Regions from separate parts of the Bombyx mori genome. Here region 1 is linked to region 2. A link is a contact called in public Hi-C data. All regions are on one chromosome and are shown on one strand. Each heading gives the region's core, a stretch centred on a gene start, on an enhancer-like site or on the middle of the called end of the contact. The rest is flanking DNA. Distances are from core to core; before and after follow the strand shown.

The links. Hi-C and Micro-C count contacts between places; a contact is called where the count stands out from the background.
Region 1: a Hi-C map of whole pupa shows a contact between it and region 2, with 2.4 times the contacts expected there. The contact joins two enhancer-like sites. A contact is called at or near these places in 2 of 7 Hi-C or Micro-C datasets (posterior silk gland and whole pupa).

Annotation. Positions count from the first base shown.
Region 1 is chr18:11,531,560-11,538,302 of ASM3026992v2, forward strand. No RefSeq gene overlaps it. Among protein-coding and RNA genes, the nearest start is that of LOC134200529, 37 kb to the right of the region's middle. Within about 2 kb of position 2,967, at least 8 of the 8 cell types and tissues checked have open chromatin away from gene starts, as enhancers often do.
Region 2 is chr18:11,281,872-11,288,211 of ASM3026992v2, forward strand. No RefSeq gene overlaps it. Among protein-coding and RNA genes, the nearest start is that of LOC134200583, 33 kb to the left of the region's middle. Within about 2 kb of position 3,865, at least 7 of the 8 cell types and tissues checked have open chromatin away from gene starts, as enhancers often do.

The DNA.
Region 1 (6,743 bases), core at 1,717-4,216, 250 kb after region 2:
GGGCTACCTCACCCTTCAAACCGAAACGCATTACTGCTTCACGGCAGAAATAGGCGGGGCGGTGGTACCTACCCGTCCGGACTCACAAGAGGTCCTACCACCAGTAAAACCAGATTGAAGGTATGCGAGTGTGAGATTAAAAATAAACCGCTTTATTTAAATATCATCTATAATTTTTAAATTATGTACTAAAATACTATAATGCTACTAAATATAAAGCAATGCATCCACACACAAAGAAATTAAACTGTGATAATATATTTCTTTAATGTAAACTCTGCCTTTTTAATAATTGAAATATATAAAACAATCTCGTTGGATTTTTTTTATTGCTCAGATGTGTGGACGAGCTCATAGCCCACCTGGTGTTAAGTGGTTAATGGAGCCCATAGACATCTATAACGTAAATGCGCCACACACCTTGAGATATAGTTCTAAGGTCTCAGTATTGTCACAACGGCTACCCCACCCTTCAAACCGAAACGCATTACTGCTTCACGGCAGAAATAGGCGGGGCGATGGTACCTACCCGCGCGGACTCACAAGAGGTCCTACCACCAATAAAACCAGATTGAAGGTATGCGAGTGTGAGATTAAAAATAAACCGCTTTCTTTAAATATCATCTATATTTTTTTTATTATGTACTAAAATACTATAATGCTACTAAATATAAAGCAATCCATCCACACACAAAGAAATGAAACTGTGATAATATATTACTTTAATGTAAACTATGCCTTTTTAATAATTGAAATATATAAAACAATCTCGTTGGATTGAATGTTTGCGAGTGTGAGATTAAAATTAAGCTTAAAATTAAGCGCTTTTTTTAAATATCATCTATAATGTTTAAATTATGTATTTTGCAATTATCAAATAACATTTATAGCTATGAATTTGTGTCAGTCATCTGGGGACGCGTTAGTAATCATCCATGAGCAAAACGTTGCCATTAAAACCGGCATATTCTTATACACATTCCATGCATTATTCACATTATAAAGTGCTCAAAAACCCAAATTACATTTACAAACGCTTTTCACGTCTCATATACTTCTAATATGCCTTAATTATTTTCGAACTAAATTATAATTATAATATGTACTCATTGAATTATATTAACTGTGTGAATAAAAAAAGAGTTCTTTAAAATATCATCCGTCGATAGAACCTTTCTCGGATACATGGCAATTTCTCAACTGTACTCTGGCATGACTTGCATCCATAAACAACGGTAATCACTTACCATCAACACGCAAACTCCCATATACAACGGATGGCAAAAAAATTCCATACCATTCTTTATAGCTTAGACGGTTGAACCCATGGACATCAAAACGCAAATACCGTCACCCACCTTGAGACGTGAGTTTTAAGTCTCTATTCTACAACAGCTGCGAAGCCCTTCAGACAGAATGCGTTACTGCTTTGCGGCAGAATTGGGCAGGGCGGTCGTGCTAACCCGTGCAGGCATCACGAGACGTCTTACCCGTTAAATTATGGCTTCACCGTGATCCATTAGTTTCGGCTTATAGTGAACGATAAGTAAAGTTACGTACACATGAATATTCTGTTGATAGTACACACATGTCTGAGCGAGGTTTGATCGCAACACGCGTTAGTTAAAAGCTATTTTTATTAGCATAGATAAACGCGCCAACTGCTTGTTTAATGACAGCCGGTATCCCTAATGCATTGAGATATTAAGTTGATATCTCTAGTGAATTAAATAAATACTAAATACCGAAATACGAATAAATCTTTTTAACAGAGATACACCTTTAAAACAAGAACGGATTATTTGTTCGCCAAAACGAATGTAAGTGGTTAATTTGAATGTTATGTTTTAATTCCCATGATAGCTATCTAAGCGGACAAAGGTGTATTTTAATCATCGAAGGGTCAAGGACAATGTCAACGCATTATGCCACGAAATGAATATAGTAGATACGTGTAAAGAAAAAACCCTTTATTATTTAAAACTCATTAATTTTTAAAAAAGGATTTTTCCCTTTGTGTCTTTCAGCGAAGTCTGTGATTCAGTAAAAAGAAAGTATAGTTTGTTTAAAATATTAATTTTATTAGATTAAGGGCTTTAAATGTTGTTTTCTTATTAAACATATAACATAAAACGTAGTCAAGCATTTTATTGTTAATTCATTCTGAAGTACCCAATATCATTACATAAATAACATCGCATCGATTGATTAAGTTAATCAATACCAACGCATTGCATTAAAAACTGATTGCACATATTGTCGTACGAAAATAGTTCTTAAGCGTAATTTTCAATCAGAACACATTCGACTTTTATCTATCGGTTTAGGTTTTACGTTATCTATTTATCGATATGCATACGTATGTAATACGCAATCGTATCGCTCATACTACAGTTGCCTAATCACTCTACAGCTCATGTGTTTTCTATTTAGTTATATCATGCCGCTCAATAGATTGTAACCTTTTATTCTTTTTGTCTATATAAAACTATGAAAAATGTATTACGTTAAAAGGCATTCGTAAACTAAACCTGCTACTTGTTCTATATTAGAATGAATAGTCTAGTTATTTGATTAATATCATGACACTGTAATTTCAATAGAGCCAAATTGTAAATGGATATTTAAAGTATATAGGATAAGTATTTTATCACAGATCGCATCTACACATCAAATTCAGTAATACTTCTATTCATAATAATCATATTACGAAAACAAAACGAATTAATTAATAGGTACACAACTGAAATAAGTATACTTGAGTGCGAGTAGGTACTCGGCATGTTGAATATTTCTCTTTGTTTAGAATACGGGAAACGCACAGTAACAACCCAAAGAGATTACTTTCGTTTATTACGGACATTTTCTATCGCTCGCACGCCTACAGAAAATAACGTCGCGGTTAACTATGAATTAGTGCCAGTACGAACAATGTTTAGAGATGATTGACCGCGTGGCACTATGAATATGTTAATTGCAAATTAATGGGATGGGACGTTCGGGCGTTTTGTCGACCTAATGCCATCTATTAACCGGATCAGTAAAATAAATTCTAAAACAGCGACATCTAGCGATCAAGTTATGAATCATTTGAGGTGTTTCAATTTGAAACCAACAAACATTGCACCGCAAAGTAGATAGATGTCGCTATTTTAAATTTTTTAAATGACAGAAGTCTGTAATCTGAAACCATTGAAAAAAAATCTATAACTTTGAATTTAAAATTAATTTTATTCGAGAATTATGAATTGACGTTATTAATCGTAAATGCAGTGGTTAATTTTCACTGGTGGTAGGACCTCTTGGGAGTCCGCACGGGTAGGTACCACCACCCCGCCTATTTCCGCCGTGAAGCAGTAATGCGTTTCGGTTCGAAACTGAGACCTTAGAACTTATATCTCAAGGTGGGTGGCGCATTTACGTTGTAGATGTCTATGTGCTCCAGTAACCACTTAATACCAGGTGGGCTCTGAGCTCGTCCACCCATCTAAGCAATAAAAAAAAGTCTTTTTTTTTATTGCCCTTGTAGGCAGACGAGCATGTGTGGTTACCGTCGCCCATGGACGTCAGTAATGCAAGAGGCAGAGCCAAGCCGCTGCCTACCGTTAAGAATCCTCTAAGGTCCTCAGAACGTTTGAATAGAGATATGACATAGAGTATTAGATTAATATTAATTTTTAATCTAACCATATAAATCGCAGTGTTTACTACGTTCAATTGTTTTAGACTCAACAATTTTATTATACTTTTTAAAATAAAAAAAACGGATATTCCCCCAGCCTACTGAGTTTCTGGCAGGATCTTCTCAGTGGGTCGCGTTTCCGATCCGGTGGTAGATTCCGCGAAGCACTGCTCTTGCTAGGGCCAGTGTTAGCAACACCCCGGGTTTGAGCCTCGTGAGCTCACCTACTAACTCCAAATCTAGAATAGCCCCTCGAGGTTACTAGAATAGACATGGAAAAAAAACGGATATTCCTATTATCAATTGTCTTTAAACAAAAAGGAGGAGATTTTCAATTCAGGTTGAATAAGTTTTTAAGTCAATTCATTCTAGACCCATACAGAAATCTACCCTCGTGACTCGATTACAATTTGAGCTAATTCCAAAACCCGATACTACAACGTAGGATTTAAATGTGTGAAAATGAATCATTAATAATGCACATAATGTATTTATTAGTACGAAATTTGTTTACGGGATATTGTCAAAATTTATGGAATCTAATAGTATCACACTATAAAGAATGGTGTATAATACAACGTAATGTGAAGCATTTGCATTCGACCCTCTCAATAATTGATCCTCAAAGTAGGGTGCGCCGCTTGGGAGGGTTGCTTCCTAATAATATAAGTATACAGCGCGTTTCTGAACATTGTATAGAATAGTTTCTAAAGCTAACATGACAATTAATTAGTGTGATTTTTGAAAATGATTTAAGACTCTATTAAAACTAATTATATAGTTTGATAACGCCTTTGTTATTTTCGTTTAATTATTTTCGATATTTATGTTTGTAACACTTTTTAAATTTCGTTAAGATGGACGAATAAGGTGATGTTTATGATTATTTTTTTATATTGTGCCAACTGCCTGTTATCGTGATAGATATAGAGAGACAGATAGATATAGATAGGAAAGATAAGTCGAAGCCCCAAGTAGAACAAGCGAACAGAACTAAAGATACATATATTAAATAAACAGATAGAAAAAAAGATACAAAAAAAACCCTAGATAAGTATTTCAAACTAAATATAAACAAATTAAAAAGTATTTTGAATGTGATTTGAATATAATGAATATGTGTCAATCACAGTTCGAAACAACAAGTCTTGTGTTAGTACCTTATGGTAATTTTCTACCCCAGTCCAGGGTATCTAATGTCACTAGTCTAAATCCAATACTGTCCGTAACCACTTAACAAAAAGTAAGCCGTGAGTTCGGTCATACATCTAAGCTATATTGGCTGAACGTGAAGTTTGTTAACTTTAGTAACCAGTAAGACCGAACTGTAAATTCAATCAAATTCGTTTATAATTATTTGAAACTATCATCGAAAACTGAAACATACGCACCATCTATAGTAGGTGTTCTAGCTTGTAGTTAAGTACCTATAGATACGGCATCGAAACCGACCCCATGGAAAGTTTTTTTTTCGTATGTATGCTGATAGCCTTGAGAGGCTATATCAGCGTTACCCTAGCGTGTAGGTGAGCTCTCGAGGCTCAAACCAGAGATGTTGCTAACACGAGCCCTAGCAAGAGCAGTGCTTCGCAGAATTTACCTCCGAATCAGAAACGCGACCCACTGAGAAGATCATGCGAGAAACTCAGTGGGCTGTGTCTCTGGGTTAATCAAGTTAAGTAGTCAGCGAGGGCAGAACGTAATCCGAATAGTCTAAGAGACGGTGACTGGCTACTTACGGTACCTACTTAGAAAAATACTATTTTCCATTTAGTCTCCTCTAACTTCCGCATTCAAAACAGGTCCTGCTAGTCTAACGAAGGCTTCCTATTTCGGAGAGATAAAAAAAAAAGATAAAATAAGATAATAAAAAATTGATTGAAAAATTTTAAGATAAAATAATAAAAAAATTACTTAGTTCCTACGAATAAATAAATATTTATTCGTAGCTTAGTTCAAAGTGTTCGCAGTGACTAGGCGGCTGCCAATTGAATATTTTTATTATTCTCAATGAAAGTATTCAACGTTAGACAGATACATAGGCGGCACTGAAAATTTCGGGAATTAACGAAGTGACACAATATTACTATTTAAAAATTTATTTATTGCTTTTCGAAGTATTCTCCGCGAAATTTGACACATTTTTCCATACGATGGAACCAATCATTGAAGCAACCATTCCATTCGGAAGTTGGGGTCTCCAAAATGGCCGTTTTGTAGGCGTCCACAGCTTCTTCAGGTGATGAAAATCTCTGTCCACGCAATTTATTCTTTATTTTAGGGAAAGTATAGAAATCATTAGGGCTTAGGTCGGGGCTGTACGGCGGATGGTCTAATAATTCTATGTTTTCTTGCTCTAAAAACTCTTTTGTTCTGTGCGCGGTGTGAGAACTCGCATTGTCGTGATGGAGGATGATGCGGCGGTTGTCGTTCTCTTTACGGAGTTCAGAAACGACCTGTGGCAAACAAATGCTAGCATACCATTCTGCATTAACCGTTCTTTGCCCCTCAAGAGGAATAGTCGTAACATGGCCGGTTTTGGAGACAAACGTGGCCACCATTTTTTTGCAACACTCCGTGAACGAACAATTTTTGTTGGCTTTAACTCATTTTAGAACACCCAAACTCGTGACTGGTTTTTTGTTTCGGGTTCGTACGCGTATATCCAGGATTCGTCACCTGATACAATGTTGTATACAGCATTTGAGGATCCTGCGTGGAATCTTTCGAGAGTTCTGACGCACCAAGTAACGCGAGCCGCTTTTTGCTCTTCGCAGAGCGAATGCGGTATCCATCGGGAAAACAACTTTTTTACACCTAATTGTTCATGCAAGATTATTTGTATTTGACTCATGCCAACGTCTAAAGTTACCTGAATTTCGCGGTATGTCACATGTCGATCTTCCTCAATCAGCTTACGCACAGCATCAGCGTTTTCTTGGGTGACTGCAGTTTTTGGACGACCTTGACGGGGATCATCACTTAGCTTGACACGTCCACGTTGAAACTCAGCAAACCAGCGATAAATTGTGGTTTTGGATGGGGCTTCATCACCAAATGC
Region 2 (6,340 bases), core at 2,615-5,114:
AATAACACATCCTGTGAATGATAAGGGTTGACACGTACGAACCGTGAATAAGTCCAATTGTGCTCAAGTTCTCACTTAAAACTTTGCCTTTGTGGAAATTTATATTTGAAGATTTATAGATTATCACGATAAAGTCACTTGGTTTGTTGACGATGGTTTTTTAGTTGGCGCGAAATGAGGGTCTTTATTTAAGACGTTTGAGCCGGTTCTAATGTAGTTTTCATTTTTTATTATTATCTCAAGACACAAATCAGCATGCCTTTTGAGAGTGGACATTTCGAACTTATTTGGATATTACCAATTCTAAATGAATAGCTTCGTTCTTATTAGTATGAGCGTTCAATACAAACGTAATATCCATATCCATATTTGTGTCGTTTTATTGCTTTGAGATAGTCCACTAATTTGTACCTTAATAAAAAACCACAGAGCGCCGTCTGTTTGCAGAGAACATTACCTCGTATCATCCATTCCGTTGAACTCCCTTCATCCGTGTTTCCGAACAACGTTTTAGTAAACGCTGTAAAGTAGATTTTTAGATCGCTTTTTTTTTAAATATCATTCATTGTCAGCAATTACTGAAGCAACCGGTCTTCGTTTTTAGAAATTTTCACCTTTTGTGTATAGAAACAAAGTACATTTTGAAGTATCAAAATAAATCTGAATCGTGTAAGGTGAAATAAACAATCTATGTGTATCCTATTCATCCTTATTATATCCATTGGATCTAATAAAAATAATGTTCCGAATTGTTCTGCGATAAAGTACAATTAGGGCATTAACTACAAATTTTTTAATATTTCAATGAAACGTGGCAAGATTATACTTTTCGTATTCCTTATCCGATAAAATAAAATATAAAGCGTGTCTTGTTAGCGTAGCTTGTAATTAGGATGGTTAAGTGGAGTTCGTCTTATTACGTATCTCATAAAGTAAACGACAGAACACTGCGGAAAACACTGAGGAAGTTTCTGGAATTATTGTCTTCTTGTTACTGTTTTCATTTTCAACCAATTATGTGGGGCTAGCTCATTGAGTTTCTCGTCGGATCTTATTAGTGGATCAGGTTTCCGATCCGATGGTAGATTCAGCAAAGCATTGCCCTTGCTAGGGCAGATGTGAGCAAATTCTTCCAGACTGAGTTCTGTACGCTCGCCTACCAGTCAAGGTGAAGCCAGATTATCTTCTGTAGGCTACTATCAGATAGGTTGGCAAAACGCGTAGTAAAGTTTGCACAGCCATACATATTTACAAGCTTCTTTCTAAAGCTATCGAAGAAGGAAGTTAAGTCATCTATATATTAATAGGTGAAGCAAAAACTTTGTACCCCTTTTTACGAAAATTGCGCGGACGGAGGAGTATGAAATTTCCCTGCACTTATAGAGAATACAGATAAGGTAGAGAGTGCAGAACGAATTTTTTTTACTATGTATAAATAATACATTAAATCAATAAATAAAACATTACACACACAACATGTATGCGAAACACCTACACACGCATATATACTCTTTTGTTATTCTTTGTATTTAATTTTATTTGTCTATAGTTTGTAGCCTTGCCAAAATTTGTGATCATAGAAGTAAAGTCTTTGACAATAGAACCATAATCATGTTCAAGCTTATTATTTCAATGAATTATAGTCGAATTTCGACTACAGAGCGACCACTAGTTATAAGTTAATATTGGGGGTAGTAATATGTCGTAAATCAGCATTAGATAATTGCCCAATATATTTAAGGATTTTCTGTCTCGAATTACAAGGATGCAGCCTAACGGCTATCCTATCACAGCCTGCCGTTTTCTTTGGCGATCCATTAAGAATATCTGGTTTAGGAGAAAAAACATTAATATTTAGACAGCGATTGTAGTTTGCATTACAAAAATCAGTAAAACGATAAAATTAATTCATTTATCATCATTAGCCACTGTGCAGATTTGTAAAATAGGTGTCATACGTTAAGTTAACAAGGCTAATCAGCATCCGGAAATGTGATCGTGGTTCATAGGACGTTCATTTGAAACTTTTGCTTCCTCCGAATAATACCAGTTCCGAAATCTAAACGATGATGCCTAAATAACCTAGAAATCAACTGACCGGAATAGCGATGTCGTGTGACGCGGTGGATACCAGTCAGCTGTAGACTGCGGGCTCATACTAAAATAACAACCTCTCTTCTTTTTCTCCACTTTATCCCACTAGGTGGGTTCGGCACAGCTAATTTTTCTCTTCCATTCTCTTCTATCAGCCGTCATCTCAACACTCACTCCTCTTTCTCTCATATCGTCATTCACACACTCCATCCATGTCTTCTTCGGTCGACCTCTTCCCCCTCTACCTTGCACTACCATTTCCATACATCTCCTAGTCACATGCATTTTCTCTCTACGCATCACATGTCCATACCTCGCTAACCGTCCGCTCTTAATTTGTTGCTTACCGGGGCCACTTTCACACTTCCTCTGATATACTCATTCTTTATCTTGTCCATTCTTGTCACTCCACACATCCATCTCAACATTCGCATCTCTTTCATGCTTTACTTTACTTTACTTAAAATAACAACCAATTATAATAAAACCATTCCCGTCAGCTTACTTTAACAAAGATTATTCCCATAATTGTTAGAGTATTTTATTTTTATCAGGACATCACAACGTTGTCATACTATTATCACTAACTCAAAATATGTTTCATAGAGCAAAAAAAGGCCATAGACCTATATAGTAGGGACACGACATATTGTTTTTTATTTATTGGAATTCACTGGAAAAAAATTTATATATTTAAAAATAAAATCTTATTCTTTTTCCTTTAAATTTTTTTTCCCTCACACGAACACCTTTCAGTATGAATGCGTGATAAATTCTGACAATATCGCTATGATGTAGCACGCATACATATTTTATTTCGTGTGAAACACATCTTTACTATTCCTCGTGACTGCAGAATGTTCCAACTTGTCTCCGGATTTGTTGACAACCAGATACACTTACCACGAAACGTATTTCTACATATAAATCCCAACGTAACATGAGCCACCCCACCTCCTGCGACTTCAAAGAGCCACTTAGATTACACGGTTGCTTATAGCATTTGAAGGGTCTCTTGTTTTTGGTCAAATGAGTAACAGACCGTAAGATTTTACGAAAATTAACTTTAAGGGCACTTCAATCTAAACCGTTGGGAGATTAGGATTTTCATATAAGCGTTTGCGTTAGCCCCACGGTCATTTAAATGATTCTTCTGATTAATGCTCTGTTCAATACAGCTTATAAGTAATTTCACAGTGTGCTGCTGTAAATGTTATTCGAATTATTGTATTTGATACCTTTTGGTATATTTTATTCATTACTACTCTAATAAACTACTCTAAAAAAGTAGCCTAAGTTACTCCTTATATTATCAGCTACCTATCAGTGAAAGTCCCTCCAAAATCGCCCCAGCCGTTCCAGAGATTAGCCGGAACAAACAAACAGACAGAAAGACAAACAAAATTAAAAAAAAAATGTTATTTTGGTATATGTACTGTGTATACATACTTACGTATCTAGTAAAAAGTGGTTATTTTATTATTACAAACAGACACTCCAAATTACTTTCTTTGTATGTATAGATTTACTTGCTACTTCTGATACTAATAGTGATTATAATTAATTAACGTTTATTTTCACGTAACACCGCGGCGTCGATTTACTGTAGAACAAAATTTCAGATAATTTAACTAAAATATATTATAGAAGTAGGCAGTGTAGACATGTCTGATAATATATTTTATTCACGTAACATTTCATTGGTGTTAAATAAAATATCTTTTGTGTTTAGTTATGTGATTGATCAATAGATGGCGTTAAGCGACACTAGGTGTAATACTTCGATTGGCACATAACAGTAAACCGAACAGCTGTTACAGTTGCTAAGTGCAGTAGACCCCGAGTCACTGCGTATTTTTTATAATTAAACAAAACAGTATTGCTTATTCTATTTTAAAGTACGCAAATTTATTCTTGTTTATCATTTTATCGCTCATGTTTGCTCGGAAGGACGGAAAGAAAGTGTTTTTTAATGAGGTCAATAGATAAATTAATTTGCGTCTGTCACAAACATAATGAGATCAATGCACTTAACCTTAAAATAGCACCAAAAACGAAAGTAAAACAATTTGCCGCAATTGTGATTCGTAACTTTGAAACGAAGCATACGATCGGTTGTGTGATTCAGTGGAATGGAACTAAACCAGTTTGCGTGATATGAATTCATAGGTTATTGTCGAATTTGGTCGGTCGCATTCGGTGCTCTAGCCGTTACCGATTGAAGTTCCAAGCGACCCGACGATTATGGCTTCGAATTGTGATCGCATTGTTTTCAAATATTTCGGTTTATTTTGGTTGTGTACCTTAGACTAACTGAACTGTTAAAAGAGTCGTAGAACGTATTTTTAATTAAATATTACATTTAATGGACGTCAATGCATTGTTTTTTTTTAAATCATAGGTGTTAATTTTAATGGAGTTTTACAGTATTCTTTTTTGGTTTTGTAGTAACATAATATTAAAAAGAAAGATCGAGGAACTGCTAGCAAATAGTCTTTGCAGTATGCTTGCAATCTTCGAAGACTCGAAGAAATTATATATGGAGTCAGATAATGAATGTGCAATGTTTTAAGTTGCTAACATAGATTTTAGGTAAAACTAACAATATGTATGGTTGTTACTGAAATAAAGATTTATTATTATTATTACTAATATAATGGAACAATTTTAATCATGTCCTCTTTTTCTGTCCCTCTGCTTATTACAACTGTTTGACACGATAAGTATTTATTGGCGTAATCTAGAAGACGAAGATGAATTATCATGATTTGAGATTTTAAAGAAAATCACTTTTTACTATTATGTTTTTAATCTCAAGATCGTTCGTCAAAAACTGCAGTTTTTATTCGTCATAGGTAGGTATTTTTGTTTTCACAATTCTACATATTTCTGTTAGTCTGTGGATATTTCTGACAACATTTAAAAAAAACCATAGATAAGTGGCTTTTGTTTCGAGCAAGCGAGTCTTTTGTTGCTCTATGAAACATAATAATATTTTGAGTTTGTGATAATCGTATGACAACGTTGTCATGTGCCGATAAAAATAGAGTACTCCTAACAATTATGAAAATAATCTTTGTTAAAGTAAGCTGACGGGAATGGTTTTATTATAATTGGTTGTTATTTTAGTATGAGCCCGCAGTATACAGCTGATGAGCTGACTGGTATCCACCGCGTCACACGACATCGCTATTCCGGTCAGTTGATTTCTAGGTTAGCTAGGCATCATCGTTTAGATTTCGGGACCGGTATTATTGTACTGCGTCTATAAAAACTAAATGAATATTATTTGTAATGTACATTACTTTGCTTGATTTTAGCAAGGTAAATAGTGCTTATTCTTTTACATATTTTTTTTTTATTGCTTAGATGCTATTTTTTTTTATTGTTTACATACATCCAAATATGAAAATATCGCAAGCATTTGGCTAACTCAAGAAATTCAACTGGTTTTATTATTCAATTTCAGACTTAGGTTCTGTCATAAAAATGTTCGTTCAACCAAGAAATGAACTACGTTTAAACTTTACGAAGGAATATTTTTGATTTTCCAATACAGATTTAGGCAACTCTTAATTAAATAAATAAATGTTGCACAAGTAATTATTTGTCTGCGATATTAATTTATCGATTATTTTTTAAAATCTCTACTTTAGTTTTTTTGTAAAAAGGGTTGTAATTGCAAAAAGTCTCTTACAGTAGCAGTGTGACCAACTTCCTTAATATTTCTAACGTAAACAGCCATGCGCATAACTTCGAAGAACGAATACGATTCCGCTTACCCGTAAATGTGTCTATTTGATTTTGTATTTAATATGAGTAAGTTTGCAATAATTTTAATAAGTTTGAATTCAAAATAAGCCCTATTACTTAAATGAATGGAAACTTCAGAATTGACTCGGTGATGCAGTGGTTAGCGGCCCTGACTGTTACGCCGAGGGTCGCGGGTTCGATTCCCACATCGGGCAAACATTCGTTTGAGGAACAGCTTTATTTGCTCTTTGTCTGGGTGTTTATTATCTATGTGTGTATATATTGTTACGCCGGTAAGAGTAACGCCCTCTATCGCCGAATAGTCGTACGAATATCGAAGGATCTAGTAGCACCTAGAACGCTCGAGAAGTGCAATGCTATCTATTGCCAGATAGGGGAAACACAATACCAGAGACGTGTGGAATATTCTCGATAATTCTAGGGATGTGGTATCGACTATAAAAGGGCTGCAGGGATGGCACGTAGTCAATCA